Regions from separate parts of the Mus musculus genome. Here regions 2 and 3 are each linked to region 1. A link is a contact called in public Micro-C and promoter capture Hi-C data. All regions are on one chromosome and are shown on one strand. The core of a region is the stretch at or near the end of the contact, and the rest is flanking DNA. Distances in the headings are between cores, read along the strand shown. Region 1 holds the start of Cdk5rap1 (CDK5 regulatory subunit associated protein 1). Region 2 holds the start of Necab3 (N-terminal EF-hand calcium binding protein 3). Region 3 overlaps Cbfa2t2 (CBFA2/RUNX1 translocation partner 2).

Region 1 (4,868 bases), core at 1,084-3,583:
GATGCTGTGGATGGAGCTCAGAGCATCACAGATGCTAGGCAACCACTCCACCACACAACTCTCCCCCAGCCCAGCCCTTCAGTTTCTTTAGAGTAATGCTACTTCGTGGGCTCTGATGGTTTTATATTAATCAACCTGCCCACACTATCAACTTCCTAAAGCCAAGAATGTAGTAAGAGAACAGCAGAAGCAATCAGGCCACAGAGGCTGCAGTGGAGCAAGGAAGCCAAAGGGAAAAAATAAAGCCAACCTTTTCTCTGCCTTCCTAGAAGTTCATCCCCCGAGAGATAGGGAGGTGGGTCCTCCACCTCTGGAGAAGATGGTTTCTCTTGAGGAACTGAAGCACTTCTTAAAAAATGCTGAAAAGTCGGTCCAGTGGCTAGCCTGGAGCTGAAGTCCTTCTGAGCTTCTGAGCTCTTCGCCTCTGGACTGGGACAAGGAGTGCTGGACACACTGCTTTGTGCTCTGCAGGTCCTAAGCAACACCCAGCACATGGAGGTGAATGGTGCTGACAACCTCTGTACTTGGAGGACACACCGTAAAGGATGCATGGCACCTGCAGCCCCAAATCTGCAAAGGAATGAAACACACCAGTATTTACGGCACACTCCATACAGGACTGCTCTGGACACTCCTCCTCGCTAAAACAGAAAAATGCTTTTTGGGGGGAGCAGGGCTCATAAGAGATGTTGAGACTTAATCTCAGGATTATTCTGGGCTGGCCTGGAACTCAACTTCCTACGTAGTCCAGGCTGGGCAGATTGTGAGGTTATGTGAGGTTAGGTTTGTTTGTTTGTTTGTTTGTTTTTTGAGATCTTCCTATGAAGTCCATACTGACCTCCAACTTTTCTCATTCCTCTCACCTCAGTCTTCCAAATGCCAGAATCACAACCCAGTTCCAAGGTACTGTTTTGTTTTGTTTTGTTTTGTTTTGTTTTGTTTTGACAGGGTTTCTCTGTATAGCTCTGACTGTCCTAGAACTTGCACTGTAGACCAGGCTGGCCTGAAACTCAGAGATCAGCCTGTCTCTGCCTCCTGAGTGCTGAGATTTAAGGTGTGCACCACCACCTCCCTTAAGGTACGTTTTATGATAGTTTACCTTAATCTAAACATGGTAAACCTATATTCCCAGTAACCTGGGAGGCTAAGGCAGGAAGATCATTTGAGCCCAGGACTGCCTGGACAACAGTGAGGGCTCTTAAAATATATTATATCTCTAATTTACAGGTGAAAATAAATAAAGGCGGCTCAGTGACATGGCTTAGTGGATGAAGGCACCTGCCACCAAGCCTGACTCCCTGAAAGCCACACAGTAGAAAGAATTCTTTTCCATAGATTCTTCTATCTCTACACATACACTATGTATGGCACATTCATGTGCATGAGCACAGGAACAAAAACCAAATAAATAAAATGTAATTAAAAAAAAAAACACCAACCTACTCTCTTGTCGGAGAGGAGACTTTTGGTTTGAGTTTTAATTTTTTTCACATTTTTATTTTTATGCATATTATGGTATGTGAACCATCTTAACAGCCCAGGTGTGAGCTTTCAAATCATCTACTTCTGCCCTTTAATTGTTGTGTGACCACGTTTTTACAAGTCAAATTTCCACCTCTGGACTACAAATGTCATATCCATTTTGGAAAAAAAAAAAAAAAAAGTACAATAGGACCTTACCCCTTGCCAGATGTTATAAGAATTACACATTAAAAACTTAGATTGGGGGAGGGGGGGACTTAGAGCAGTGGCTCAGTGGTTAAGAGCACTGACTGCTTTTCCAGAGCCTGAGTTCAATTCCCAGCAACCAAGTGGTGGCTCACAATCATTCACTAGCAGCCCACACTTCATTTCAAAGCATGGACCTTGGCCGGGTTCTGGGCGCGTCTTCATGTATGAGTGTTGGGGTGGGGAACGGTCCTTTCTGACGAACCTGGTGGAAGGATCAAAAGCTTCAAGTTTTTGCACAGCACAGCGCGGAACCACCTACCACATCCAAGCGTGTGAGTGCTAGGCGTGGCGGCGGCAACTGCGTGAGCCCCGTAGCCCCTCTCCGAGGTCTATCAGACCCCATCTCTGCTTCACAGGGCAAATACTAGGGCTTAGAAGGACGCTGTGACTTGGCCAAGAGCCGGCAGCGGGGCTGAGCTACACTCGCAGCGGTCCTACTCAAGGCCTAACACTGCCCAGTGATACCTTCTCCTAGCGCTTCTGGCTTTTCCTGGACGGTGCGAGCCCGCCCTGCGCCACCGCGGGTCACCCGCAGGACACTAAACTCAATCTCAAGCCTCTCACCTCCCACAACTGCAAGGTCCGCGTCCGAAACCGGAAACTGTCGATCTGCGTGGGTTCCCTTCTCAGGAGTCCTCCGCTGCGCGCCTAGGCGTGCAACTTCTGTTCCGCCGTGACTTTCGCCCGCGGTGTTCTAATGGTAGTGTTTCCTGCCGGCTTCGAGTCCCAGGACCCTGGCTTTGAAAAATAAAGCCGTGAGACCTACTACTTCTTTAAATGCTAATACCGCCCCCCACCCCCACCCCACCCCACCCCAAAAAAAAAAGTTAAGTAAAGCTTAAAACCAGGTAGGCGGGCTGGAGAGATGGTTCAGCGGTTAAGAGCACTGAGTGCTCTTCCAGAGGTCTGGAGTTCAATTCCCAGCAACCACATGGTGGCTCACAACCATCTGTAAAGGGATCCGATGGATGCCCTCTTCTGGTGTGTCTGAAGACCGCGACACTGTACTATTATGCATAATAAATCTTTTTTAATTAGAAAAACAAACAAACAAACAAACAGGTGGGCAGTCTCAGAGTCTGTATCTGCCCTTGCCCCAAGAGAGTAAGGGATTCTTAGGGGTGTTCTGCCCCCTGGAAAATAGGAGCTCTGACTTCTCCTCAAGCCTGTCACCCGTTAGCTCCCTCCTGCCATATGTACTTTCCTTCCCTCTCCTCACCAGACCCTTTAAGAAAAGGGCCACCATGGGGCTGGTGAGATGGCTCAGCATGTAGGACACTTGCTGTTTGACGACCTGGGGTCTAATCCCCAGAACCCACAAGGTGAAGGGAGAACTGGCTCCCACAAGCCCTCTGAACTTCACAGATAGGCCATGGGACATGCAACATCTCTCTCTCTCTCTCTCTCTCTCTCTCTCTCTCTCTCACACACACACACACACACACACACACAGACGTCTCAGGACGCTGTAGCACACTTCGGTGTTCTCAGGAGGCAAAGGCAGGCTAATTCGAAGCCAGAAAGAGCTACATAGTAAAATTTCGTAGATGATGGATAGACAGACAGACAGGCAGACAGACAGATGGAATAGAATAAATGTAAAAAAAAATAGAAAAGAGGCTAACCAGTGGTTTCTGTGGCTAGCTCTGAACGGCCTCGTCTTTCCTGGATCTCCCAGATGGCCCTGAACAGCCTAATTGTTCCTCACTACCTCCTTACCCTACTCCTGTCACATTCCTGCCCTGGCCCTCTCAGCCATTCTCCCTTCCCTGTTGACTCTAGCCAAAATACCTCTTCTCCCCCAGACCGAACCCATAGTCCCTACACTCAAGAAAATGCTGAGAACAGGATTCAGCCAGATCGGAGCCCTGGGGTCAGAACCACCCTATGTAGCATAAGTGTTTTTTCCAAGCTTCACCATAAATATTAGTTTTAAAGTGTGAGACATTTAAGTGTAAAACATTTGGTTGAAGCACAAACTGCAGGTGGACAGTTCAAAAATCTACAAGCATAGAATGAGTAGCAAAGAGGCGCCCCCTCCTGGCCTCTTCCTGTCATGACTCTCATCAAGAGACTGGGTTTGGAGGGAAGGAGTGGGGGGCATTCCCAGCCTTCCTCTTTGCCAATGGGCTTTTGTCGTTTTGTTTTGTTTGTTTTGTTTTGTTTTGTTTTGTTTTGTTTTGTTTTCATTTATGTGTTTATGTATCTGGGCAAGAAGCCGGAAGTACTTCTGTTTGGAAAGCCAGAAGCTAGAGTTGGCTCAGTCTGTAGGACACTTCCAAATGAAGCTAGAGTTACAGGCAGTTGTGAACCACCTGATGTGGGCCCAGAATCAAACTCTAGTACAATCCTCCAAAAACTTCTCAGCTATCTCTCCAGCCCTCCAACAGTTTCTGTAATATGTTACCTCTGCATTCTCTGGGTAAGACATTTTGGACCTCATTCTCCTGTTTCAAAGACAGTCTCAATGCGCGTGTCCCCTCAATACCATAACCTTCAAGAAAGTGGACATAGGAGGTAGGGTCTTCACAAAGTGACTAGGTCATAAAGGTAGAACCTCATGGTTACCTTATTTAAAAGAGCCCAAGCTGGGCACAGTGGCACATACCTTTAATCCCAGCACTCCGGAGGCAGAAGTTGTGGCTCTCTATAAGTTCGAGGCCAGCCTAGTCTACAGAAAACGTTTCAGAACAGCAAGAGAGAGAAAGAGAAAGAAAACCCTATCTTGAAAAAAAAAAGATTTTTAAAAGACTAACTCATTTTACAAATTTAAGGGTGAGTATACAAAAGTAGTCATGTGCAAAGGCTCACGCAGCAAGCAGTCCTTGGGATCCAGCCACAGTTCACGCTGATCCCAAAGCCCTATTCTTAGCACTGACTAACTCAACCTCAGACTGGCTGGGTTCCCTCTGGGGCTGTGCTGGCTGACAGTTGAATAACCATAGCCAAGTAGTGACTGCTGACTCCAGTCTCCTTGCCTGTAGGGTGGCAACTGTGTGGTGAATACATTGCAATGTGGGGAAGACATGGATAAGGAGTGGGGCCAAAGGATCTGGGGCTGTGGCAGTAGTCCACTGTGGGTTCCCGGGCTAGTGTGGGATTAAGGACTGATGAAGGTTAGAAAAAGAAACAAACTC
Region 2 (4,868 bases), core at 1,152-3,651, 190 kb after region 1:
CATCCAGCATGAGCATGTTTGTTAAGTTAATGGTCTGCACCAATGTGAAGAGACCCATGAAAGGGCAAGCGCTGGGGACACAAAGAGGCTGAAACAAGAGCCTGCAGGCCCAGGGAAAGGAAAAGTGAAGGCCAGATGAGTGCCCTGCCCCTCATTCAGGGAGCCTGGGGTGATGTCCCACACAAGTCTGGATCCCAGGCCCACAACTGACTCACTTCTCTGAACCTCCACTCCTTTACCGTGAAATGGAATGAAGAATTCCCACCTAGAAAGCTGTTGTAAGGACATCTTACAACACTACCATCACTGAGCTAGAGTAATGTCTTAACATAAGCCCCCACCTCCAGCCTCAGATCAAACCACACTTCCCACTCCCTATTCTGTACACTCCAGGAAGGGTTGCTTGCTTGATCCCCCATTTTGAGCTCTCGAGACTTCAAGCTGTACCTCCAAGTCCCTAGCTCTTCTACCCTGCCCCCGCCCCACTATACCTCCCAAGTCCCTGACTCTCACATTCTGCCCCCCCAACACACACACACACACACACACACCCACACACACACACACACACACACTGTGGGACCCAAAGGGAAGAAACCACTCACCATTTTTGTCTGCTCTTCGGAAAACCTAGGGGACAAAGGGAAATAAGTGGGCACTGTGAGGGGAGCCAGGGAGATAGGGGTGCCCCTCCCAAGCCAGTGGGGCTCCAGCTTGGCAGCCAGCCCCCCTGCATCGCCTTCACCCTGCTCAGGGAAGTCCTGCAGGAGTCTCCAGCAAGGTAGCACAGGAAGCTCTCACAGCAAGCCCTAGTGCTGACTCCCTCCTGCTGTAGGGCTGGCTTCACGGTGGGTGGGTGCTCCTGGCCAGCTCTCTGTACCTTCACCTCCCACAGCTGGAGTCAAGCCCGAGTTGGCTCTGATGTAGCAGCCTTTGGCATGTTCCCAGCTTGAGGAAGGTTGGACAGATGGGCTAAGAATCTTCCTGAGAAGCCTTGGAAGCCATATCAGATCTGAATGTTTCCCTCCCCACCCCTCCCCCACCCTGACTTTATGGGTATTCTCCCAAGTCCACACACTATTCTCCACCTACCCTCACTGAACAGGCTCTTTCCCTTGTGCCTGCTTATTTTGGGTGTTCTGGTTTTCCCACTAGTATGTGAGGGAGCAGCTTAGAGTTTAACCCTTTCAGGGCTGGGACCTCTTATAAGGCCAATTCATCATGAAGACTGTGGGCATCTGTGTGTACACATTTGTGTAAGGAACAAGGAGGGTGGCAACGGCCCGTAGATTTTATTTGTAGAGGCAATGATGAAACAGACAAGTTCAAAGCCTAGACAGAACTCATAGAGCCCAGGGTCCTGAATGCTAAACTCTTCCACCCAACTCCCTCAGGGTCACTAGGCTAATCAACCAATATAACCCTTAGGCTGACTCAGAGAAAGGGCTGCTACTGGATTGGGATCACACAGCAGCTCAACGCAGCCGGGCTGGGGTAATTTGGATGGGAGTGGGGCAGGAGAGCTAAGCTTGAATGAAGATACTCCATTCATACCCCAGGGTGCCTCCTGACCTGAAACATGCCTCCTCAGGCTTGAAGGACCATGGTCAAGGTGCTGAGTCACTAGGGCATTGGGGAGGGGGCACAACAGCCTCTTACACTGGCAGGGACTTCTAGAATAGGGGCAGAAGAGAGCCAGGACTTGCTGAGCACATAGTAGAAGGGGGAAAGAGAGGCGCTCAGAGCTAGGGCTCCTGCACTTGGAGTTTTGCCTCTAGCTAGGTAAGGTAGCACAGGAAGATTGCACAGCGATCTGAGACAGGGTAGGATGCTCTACATCTACAAAAGGGGGCTCAAGGCCACCTGCTGCCCATGAGAGGAGTCCCTTACCAACTGTAAGACTCTGCCACCCTTGATCAGGCCTGAGGCTTCCGGGGCAGGACAGAGCTCCTTCAAGGTCTAGGTAGGCTCCCCTGTCCTATCAGCCCAGCCGGGGCTGCCATGGAGCAGGCTGCTGTGACTGAGTGTTGGCAGTCCCCAGCCCCAGTGGACACAATTAGGGTGAGGGGCAGTACTGCTGAGAGACAAGGAGAGACACGGAGCGGCACAGACAGCACAAGAAATGCAATGGCAGGAAGACAAAAAGGCAGGAGGATCACAACAGCAGGGTCACAGATAGTCTAGGAGAGGGACCGAAGCAGGACCAACAGATGTGGAGGGAGAGACAGGGACATGGAAGACTGAGACCTAGGGAGCCTGATGCCCGCCCGCCGGTGCCCCACTCACGTCCTGGAAAAGCGCGTGTCCCGCGGCAGGCGCAGAGTGTCGCGGCTGCTGGGGCGCAGGTGGCCCGAGCAGGCACACAGTAAGCAGCCCGGCGCACGCCATGGCTCGGAGGCTTGCAAGGCTGCGGGTTGCGGTTACCAGGCCGCCCAGGCTGGCTGGGGGCGGGGCGCGCGCCCATTGGCCCAAGCATGGCCCCGCCCCCACCTGGCCTCGGTTTCCCCGCCTGGAAGAGGCTTCCAAAAGGAGTCACCCCAGAAGTCACTGGCAATGACATCTTGCCAGGAGTCCCACAGGAACCGGCGCTCCACCCAGTCGGGTGTGGGCAGGCAAAGCTCTAAGTGCAGGAGCCCTAATAGATCAGACCCACAAGCGTTTTATATCTGGACATCTGCACTTCCCTGTCAAATGAGGATAATAGCCTTCCCCCTTAGCCCCCAGGTTGTAAAGAAGTAAGCTTTGTAGATGCTCAGCTCAGAGGACTTCCATCTATGCTTTAACACAAGTCATGGATTGCCAATCACCCCTTCCTTCTCCCAGATCTCTGCCCCAGCACCTTTCAGGAAACTCTCCCTGGTCTTCTACTTACAAGGCCTATAGGGAGGGAACAGCAGCTGCAAGCGTAGGCCCACGCACATACACACAGGAAAGCATTCGACACAAACACAGTTCACTGTGTTGCATCTTTACTAATGTTCAGAAGGTGCACAGCAAGCTGACTCTGACGCTCCCTCTTCTGTACTTAGGTCCCAAGCATAACTCCCTACCCACCATTGGGTCAGTTTTCTTCTCAAGGGGTTACAAACTGAAAGGAAATTAAGTCAGATAGGAAGAGGGAGTGAACATTCCCTCCAACACTAGCCTCACTCTGGCTGGCGGAGAGTTTCAAACCCAGCCCTAACACCATCAAAACATTTATTAAAATCAAAGCAGGAGGGAACAGAACTGTTAGGAAACAAATCAAAGTGCAGACTGGAGGGTGGGGAGGACAGCAGAGGAGCACTCCAGCCATAGGAAGGACGCATACCCACCCCTCCTGGCCGCAGTCAGCCAAGGCCCTCACGTACCCTCCCCATCTCAGATCCCCTGGATACATGCGGCTGGAGTACTGGTACAAAGGGACTGTTTCTCCAGCCCATCCATGGCTGTCAGTCTGTCTCCCTCTCCCTTTCCCAATAAATAAACTGCTTGGGCCTCAGCAACTCTTGGGTAGGGATCCTGCCCTTGCTTCAGAGAACAGGGACTTAAGGTATCACCCATGCCCCCCACCCTTTGCTTATCCCCCCAGGCTTGCCAGAGGCCTCGATAAATAAATAAACGCTCCATTAAAGCTTCGATCGGAAAACTTTTAAGCAGTGCTCTTGCTGCCCTGCAAACCCAGCCAGGCAAGCTGTACCACCCGGCCTGGCTGACACACAGGATTCTGAAAGCAGGCAGCCACCCTGGGCCTCACAGGGCCCCTGCAGCAAGGACACCAAAAGTGCAGTTAGAGCCCACCCCCACCCCAATGCGCACACATGGATCCATGCACACATGTGGACACACCAGGATGTGTCTGCAGCACACATACAGATGTGTTCACCTTCATTCCCGGGCACACGTGCACATACACATACATACACACACACACACACACACACACACACACACACACACACACACACTCACACACACACACACACACACTCACACACACACACACACACACACACTCAGACACACACCCCAGGCACACAGTGCGCAGTGTGGGGTGCATGCACACACACTGTACAACATCCTTCCCATTTTGGTCTGCTCAATGTGGCAGCAACCAAACCCCAGAGCTAGAAGCTATTGGGACAGAGGGTATGGATCGTGCTATTCCAATGAGGCAGGAAGGATGGCCCAGGGCAGGAGGCTCCAAAGCTGCAGACAGGTGGGCATCTCCAGACACCCTGAATCCCTAGGCTTCTGTCAGAAATCCAGAGGGGTCAGGTCCCCAAAGTCACAGTCAAAGAGATCTCTAATGCCCTCACCCTCCTCGAGACCAAAGTGATAGTCAAGGGCCTCGTGGGGTGGGGAGAGGCTGATGAACTCCCCAGGGAGGAGCCCAGAGAAGTCTTCTTTAACATGCTCCAGGAGTGAGTCAGCAGCCACCAGTGGTGACAGTTGGTCCTCTTCCATAGGGACCCTCAGGTGGCCCATCCGTGGCAATACTGCTTCTGGAGAAAGGAGGCATTACAAGTTAGGAGAGGCCCAGCAGGAGAGGGGCTGCCATGAGTGCCTGCCAAATACTACAAACCCTGGCCCTACCTACCTTGCTCCAGGCCCAACAGGGATTGACTGGGATCCAAGGCTGGGGATGTGGAGGGAGGTGATGGTGGAGGCCCTGCTGGGCCAGAGTCTGCAGTCCGGTCCTCCCCAGAGGATGTCTCCTGGCATGAGGTCTTCCCAGGGCTAATCCCGTCTGCACTCTCCTCCGGGCACAGGAAAACATCAATGGGGCCTTGTTTGCTCTTAAGGGAGATCTGAAATGTCTGGGTGGAGGCAGCAGGCAGGATAGATAGGTAAGGCCTAGGTGAGCACCAGCCCAGCCTCCCTGTCTT
Region 3 (4,868 bases), core at 601-3,100, 170 kb after region 1:
ATGTTATTTTAGCATAGAATACCCAAGACCCACTGTTTGCCAGACAGCTTAGTACAGCCTGGCCTCCCTGGTCCCATCCCATCAGTCTAGTGGGGACAACTTTGACTTACTAGATAGAGTTAGTACCAGACAGCACTTGTCCATACTCAGACACAAAACTTCGGGCAGATCAGGAGCTTCTGTGAACATGAGAATGTCTCCTGGTGTGCCCTGGTCAGTTACTCAGTAGTAAAATGGATGAACACCCTTTAAGTGTTAAATTTTTTTGCCACAGAACTACTCCAGATAGTTGGAATAAAGAGCTAGAACCAATACATTACTACTTACCTGGTTGGAGATCAGTTTGTACAGCAAACTGGGTTACAAAATCTAGCCTACCTTTGTGGGCTGTGTGATTGGCCTGTCCGATTCTGAGTTTCTATAGTGCTGTTGGGGACTGCTTTGCTTCTGTGTCCTACCCAGGTTTGTCTACACACTCGGACAGTACTTTACACTATATAGTTCAGTTCTCAGACTTGTCTCTATCTTGCCTCTGGTCAGCATCACTCTCGGGGTTTTGTTTTTGGTTTGGTTTGGTTTGGTTTGGTTTGGTTTGGTTTGGTTTTTCGAGACAGGGTTTCTCCGTGTAGCCCTGGCTGTCCTGGAACTCACTCTGTAGACCGGACTGGCCTTGAACTCAGAAATCCGCCTGCCTCTGCCTCCCAAGTGCTGAGATTAAAGGCATGCACTACCATGGCCCGGCTTCAGCATCACTCTTACGTGACATCTGTTTAGGACTTTTCAGATTTAAGGAGTTCCTTTCTGCAGTTCTCCAACTCCTCCCTAGGCAGGAGCAGCAGCAGTAGGAGCTGGAGCTACAAGTGATTCCTGGCTCACCGCTTTGTTTCTAAGTCTGCTTATATGAGCCACCAGGCTGGGAGTGAACATAGAGCTTCAGGCTGCTCACAAGTCTGGCCTCTGCAGTAACTATTTGAGGAAGAAAAGTAGTCAGGGCTTGGTCATTCTGTACCAAGTGAGGGATAAAATTTCAGGAAGTAAATAACAAAAGTAGCCAAACTGGGAGTTCTGCACACCAGTCCTCGCTCCAGCAAATGAAGACTTGTTGAAGCTAGCTTGGGACATGGCTTATTTGGTAGCATGGACTTCATTCCCAGTGTGGCATACACCAGCCATGGTGGCACATACCTGTAATCCTCTAACACTTAGGAGGTAGAAGCAGGAGGACCAGAAGTTTAAGGTTATCCATAGCTGCATAGCAAGCCTGAGTTACAGGAGACTTATCCCACAGAGACTCATTGAAGGGCCCTGCAGCTTCAGATTGGCTCATGCAGGGAGGTGGAGGTGAGGGCGCAGGCTGTGAGTGGCTTTCTCCTAAGGTGCTAAGTTATGTGCAGCCATGGGTCTCCATGGAATAACCTGTCTGGCCCCCCGAGGTCTATCCAGGCATTGGCTGTCAGTCTTCTGTAATGTAGACTCCTTTACCCATTTGATCCCCAGGGAGTGCTTCAAATCTTGATGTCAGCTTTACCGTCATTTCTTGTCACCTTCTCAGAGAGAGTGAAGACATTTTTTTCTGAGTGGTTCTGGAAACTATCTCAGCAGGTGTGTGAGGCCTCAACACAACTGCAAGTGTGTGTTAGTGGTTCTCCCTAGAGCATAAGGAGTGAGCAGATGGCCTTCGTTCTGAAAACTGCAGACAGGATTGTGGGTTGAATAAACCTTTACAAATAGGACACGTCTTGGAGGCTTACTTCAGAACTGGACTGGAACCAAGGTTTCCAGGCTCCTGGCTCAGGAGACTAAGCCAGTGTACTTTGATGAATGTTAGCTATTTGCAGAGAACTGGGTGGTGGCATGTTTGAACCAAATGTGAGAAAAGCCAGAAGGAACTGAACTGGCCATTGTGGACCAGATGGCCAGCTGTGGAAGATCCTTGATCCAGCAGCTGCTTAGCAGACCCTGGCCACTCAAGTATATTCCTTTAAAGCCAAAATGCTGACTACCTGCTTCTGCCTCATGTTGACACCCATTTCCAAAGATGATGGAGCCAGTGTGAGCCAGGAGGAAGCTGAGATGGTGGCTGATAATTTACTCTACCATCTCCTTCCACAGCCCAAGAGGTGGCACTTCCCGCTCAGACACCGTCTTATCAGGCCTCCAGCTGCCCAGTGTAAACTGTCAATGCTTATACCAAAAAGGGCATGTGCAGCTGGTGTCTGCCAGGGACAGCCCAGTCCCTGCCTTGTGGTTCCCAGGAAGAAGCTGCAACAATTCAGTGAATGATTAAAGGGCTGTTTGATAATAAGGCCTTCGTTCCACTCCTGTGGCTTTCCAAGTTCCTAATGAGGCTACAAAGGCTCCATCCATACAGAAAACCAATAATGTAAATAAAAGCCAATCCTGCAAGCATGGTTTGCAGAGGCGGGTGATGAATGTGAAGCCACCCGCAGGATGCATTTGAGTCTGGTTTTTCTGTGCTTTGTCATTTGACTCAGTAGGAACTTTTGTTACTTAACTCTGTGCATAACTTATTTAATGTACTGTATAAATGAACCAAAACTGTTAAATATGTATTTAGTTTGTTCTACTTAAAGTAGTTAATAAAAATGCTATATTCCTTTTCTGACTCAAGCTGGACCAGACCTGGGGAAGGTAGCACAGTGGTGGAGTACAAATGCCATATGACTAGCTGCAGCCTCTGGTATTGTCGAGCACCACACGTGGACACTCACTCTTCCCTCCCCCACCCCCAGGTCTTTGGTGAAGGGGCAGTGGGGCTCTAAGCATCCTTGCTATGACCAAAAGATCATGGCATGAGGGGTAGGGACAAGAAGGGCTGGAATGCTTGCTGTAGAACCCCACCATGATGCTAGTTGCAGCCATCTTCTGTGTCAAGGTGACCATGCTGTGGCAGCAGTGACAGCAATAACAGAGATATCCTTGGTTTCTCACACTCCTCCCCACTGAGTGATCTTTTAGTAATAACATTCAGCCACAGAATGGACATGAATATTTTTCCCAAGTAACTGTTATTTCCTTACAACATTTCAACATTAACATACTTGAGCTTGTGGGATTTTTATGTCCTTTACTGGCATTAAATCTTAATTTCACTGATGCTTAAGGTTGTGTGACCTGAGGCAATACTTTTCTTCCAGGCTTCATTCAGCTCCATTTTCTAGTATCAAGTGCCCTCTGGAGGACAAAACAGGGCCTGCTGCTTCTGCTTCTGCTTCTGCTTCTGCTTCCGTCTGAGAGCTAACTCATGTCCAGGGCAATCCTTGGGCAGCTTTATGTTTTCTGCGACCACCTCTATCCCTTGAGGTCAATGGTGTTTTCTGGGTACATTTAGGGAATTTCAGGACAGCTGGGCATTCTGCGGTTTTTTGGTGCTTAACGCTACCTTGTTTTGATACCCCTGGACCCCAAGTCTTGTGCTTAACACTACCTTGTTTTGATACCCCTGGACCCCAAGTCTCGGCTTTGGCACACTGTGGGACAAAGTAGAACCTTTCATCGATGTCCCTACTTTAGCTAAGATGCTGCCACCCAAGGATGCCCACTTCAATGCCTTCCATACTCGAAAGCACCAGAGCAAGCATGTAACTGTGCACACCTGTCTCCTGTAATGTGGAGTTGCTAGCAGTGCCCATCCCTGGGTTGTGAGGGTGAAATATGATCAGAAGAGCCAAGTGGTATATGTGAGAATTAGCTGTCGAGTCAGTGATAATCAAGCTGCAATCCAAAGAACCACAGAAGTTAAATATACAGTAAGGGAAAGGCTCGGGGACAGATCTCATTGGGAAGGGGAAATAGGATAGATGTGAATGGATTGGGTGAAGGCTGAAACAGAAGCATCACGCGGAGAGGGGAGAAGAGCTAGAATGAAGAGCCATTTGAAGAGTTGTATGGAAACCTAATACAGTAGGAGCTTCCTAAATACATGCATATGAAGGTGAGCTAAATAAATCACCAGATAATGAGGGAGAGCCCCAGCTGGCTCTTCACCAAATGAAATTTCCAGGATTGGGATTGTGTTACACCTAATTGAGCTGTTGGCCAAAGGGATCCCATGGGAATTCCCAAACAACTAAGCCTGTTGCCAAGACAGCACCTATGTAACTCAATTGAACAGAGAGAAGTTAAGCTGATGCCTACATAGAGCCTTCACCCCTACTCTCAGTAGCAGGCCAATCTCTGAGCTGAAAGCCAGCCTAATTTATAGAGTGTTTCAGGACAAGCAACCCTATACAAAGAAACCCTATCTCAAAAAATATAAAAAAAGACTAATGCTATTCTGTTATACTCTTAGATCAGTGCCTTGGTCAGCCATCATCAGAGGCGCTTCCTCCTACACCAGATACAAACACATACAGAGACCCACAGCAAGACATTAAACAGAGTGGAACACTCTGGAATACTCAGCCCTAAACGAGAGGTCTCCCTCAAGTCCCTGTAGAAAAAGGCTGCAAAAGCAGAAAAGCCAGAGGGTGTGGAGGACACAGGCCCTGCAGATCAGCATGCTCAAAGCTCATATGAACTCAGAGGGAGGCAGCAAGCACAGGTCTGCACCAGGTCCTCTGCTGGCTATCTAGCTTCCAGTCGAGAGGTTTCATGGGATTCCTGAGTGCGGGAATGAGCGGATCTCTGACTCTTGGGCCTTCTCTTGGACACTTCTTTCTGTTGATTTGTTTTGTCTCTGATGTGTTCTTATTATTGTCCCTTAAAGGTTTTTTGGTTTTCTAACAAGAGGCAGGAAGGGAGTGAATCTGGATGGGAAGAGAGGTGGGAAGGAACTGGGAGGAGTAGGGGGAGGGGAAGTAATCAGGGTAGATTATGTGACAGTAGAGAAAGTCTACTTTTAATTG

What was found. A called contact is a pair of places that touch in the nucleus more often than the background predicts. Capture Hi-C pulls out chosen DNA fragments and counts their contacts.
Region 2: a contact with region 1 is called in a promoter capture Hi-C map of pancreatic islet. The contact joins the promoter of Necab3 here to the promoter of Cdk5rap1 in region 1. A contact is called at or near these places in 15 of 39 promoter capture datasets (the 3T3-L1 cell line, the C10 cell line, the HPC-7 cell line and 8 more), 3 of 484 Hi-C or Micro-C datasets (embryonic stem cells, muscle stem cells and myocytes), 15 of 115 datasets of contacts at active chromatin or transcription factors (the SCID.adh cell line, bone marrow-derived macrophages, double positive thymocytes and 8 more) and 4 of 9 other capture datasets (adipose tissue, embryonic stem cells, liver and 1 more).
Region 3: a Micro-C map of the G1E-ER4 cell line shows a contact between it and region 1, with 4 times the contacts expected there. The contact joins the enhancer-like site here to the promoter of Cdk5rap1 in region 1. A contact is called at or near these places in 7 of 39 promoter capture datasets (the 3T3-L1 cell line, hippocampal neurons, macrophages and 3 more), 3 of 484 Hi-C or Micro-C datasets (the G1E-ER4 cell line, muscle stem cells and myocytes), 9 of 115 datasets of contacts at active chromatin or transcription factors (astrocytes, bone marrow-derived macrophages, double positive thymocytes and 4 more) and 4 of 9 other capture datasets (adipose tissue, embryonic stem cells, liver and 1 more).

What each region holds. Positions count from the first base shown.
Region 1 is chr2:154,370,386-154,375,253 of GRCm38.p6, forward strand. Cdk5rap1 (CDK5 regulatory subunit associated protein 1) reads right to left here and starts at 2,334. Exons shown (of 14, transcript NM_025876.2): 1 at 2,296-2,334; 2 at 251-570. The coding sequence starts at 551.
Region 2 is chr2:154,556,452-154,561,319 of GRCm38.p6, forward strand. Necab3 (N-terminal EF-hand calcium binding protein 3) reads right to left here and starts at 2,402. Exons shown (of 13, transcript NM_021546.3): 1 at 2,287-2,402; 2 at 606-630. The coding sequence starts at 2,388. E2f1 (E2F transcription factor 1) reads right to left here. Exons shown (of 7, transcript NM_007891.5): 6 at 4,580-4,799; 7 at 2,949-4,484. The coding sequence ends at 4,237.
Region 3 is chr2:154,536,726-154,541,593 of GRCm38.p6, forward strand. It overlaps Cbfa2t2 (CBFA2/RUNX1 translocation partner 2), which reads left to right. Exons shown (of 11, transcript NM_172860.2): 11 at 1-2,631. Among named protein-coding and RNA genes, the nearest start is that of 1700003F12Rik, 9.7 kb to the right of the region's middle. Within about 2 kb of position 1,851, at least 18 of the 459 cell types and tissues checked have an H3K27ac peak or open chromatin away from gene starts, as enhancers often do. A contact at or near this core is called in the G1E-ER4 cell line, where this site is marked.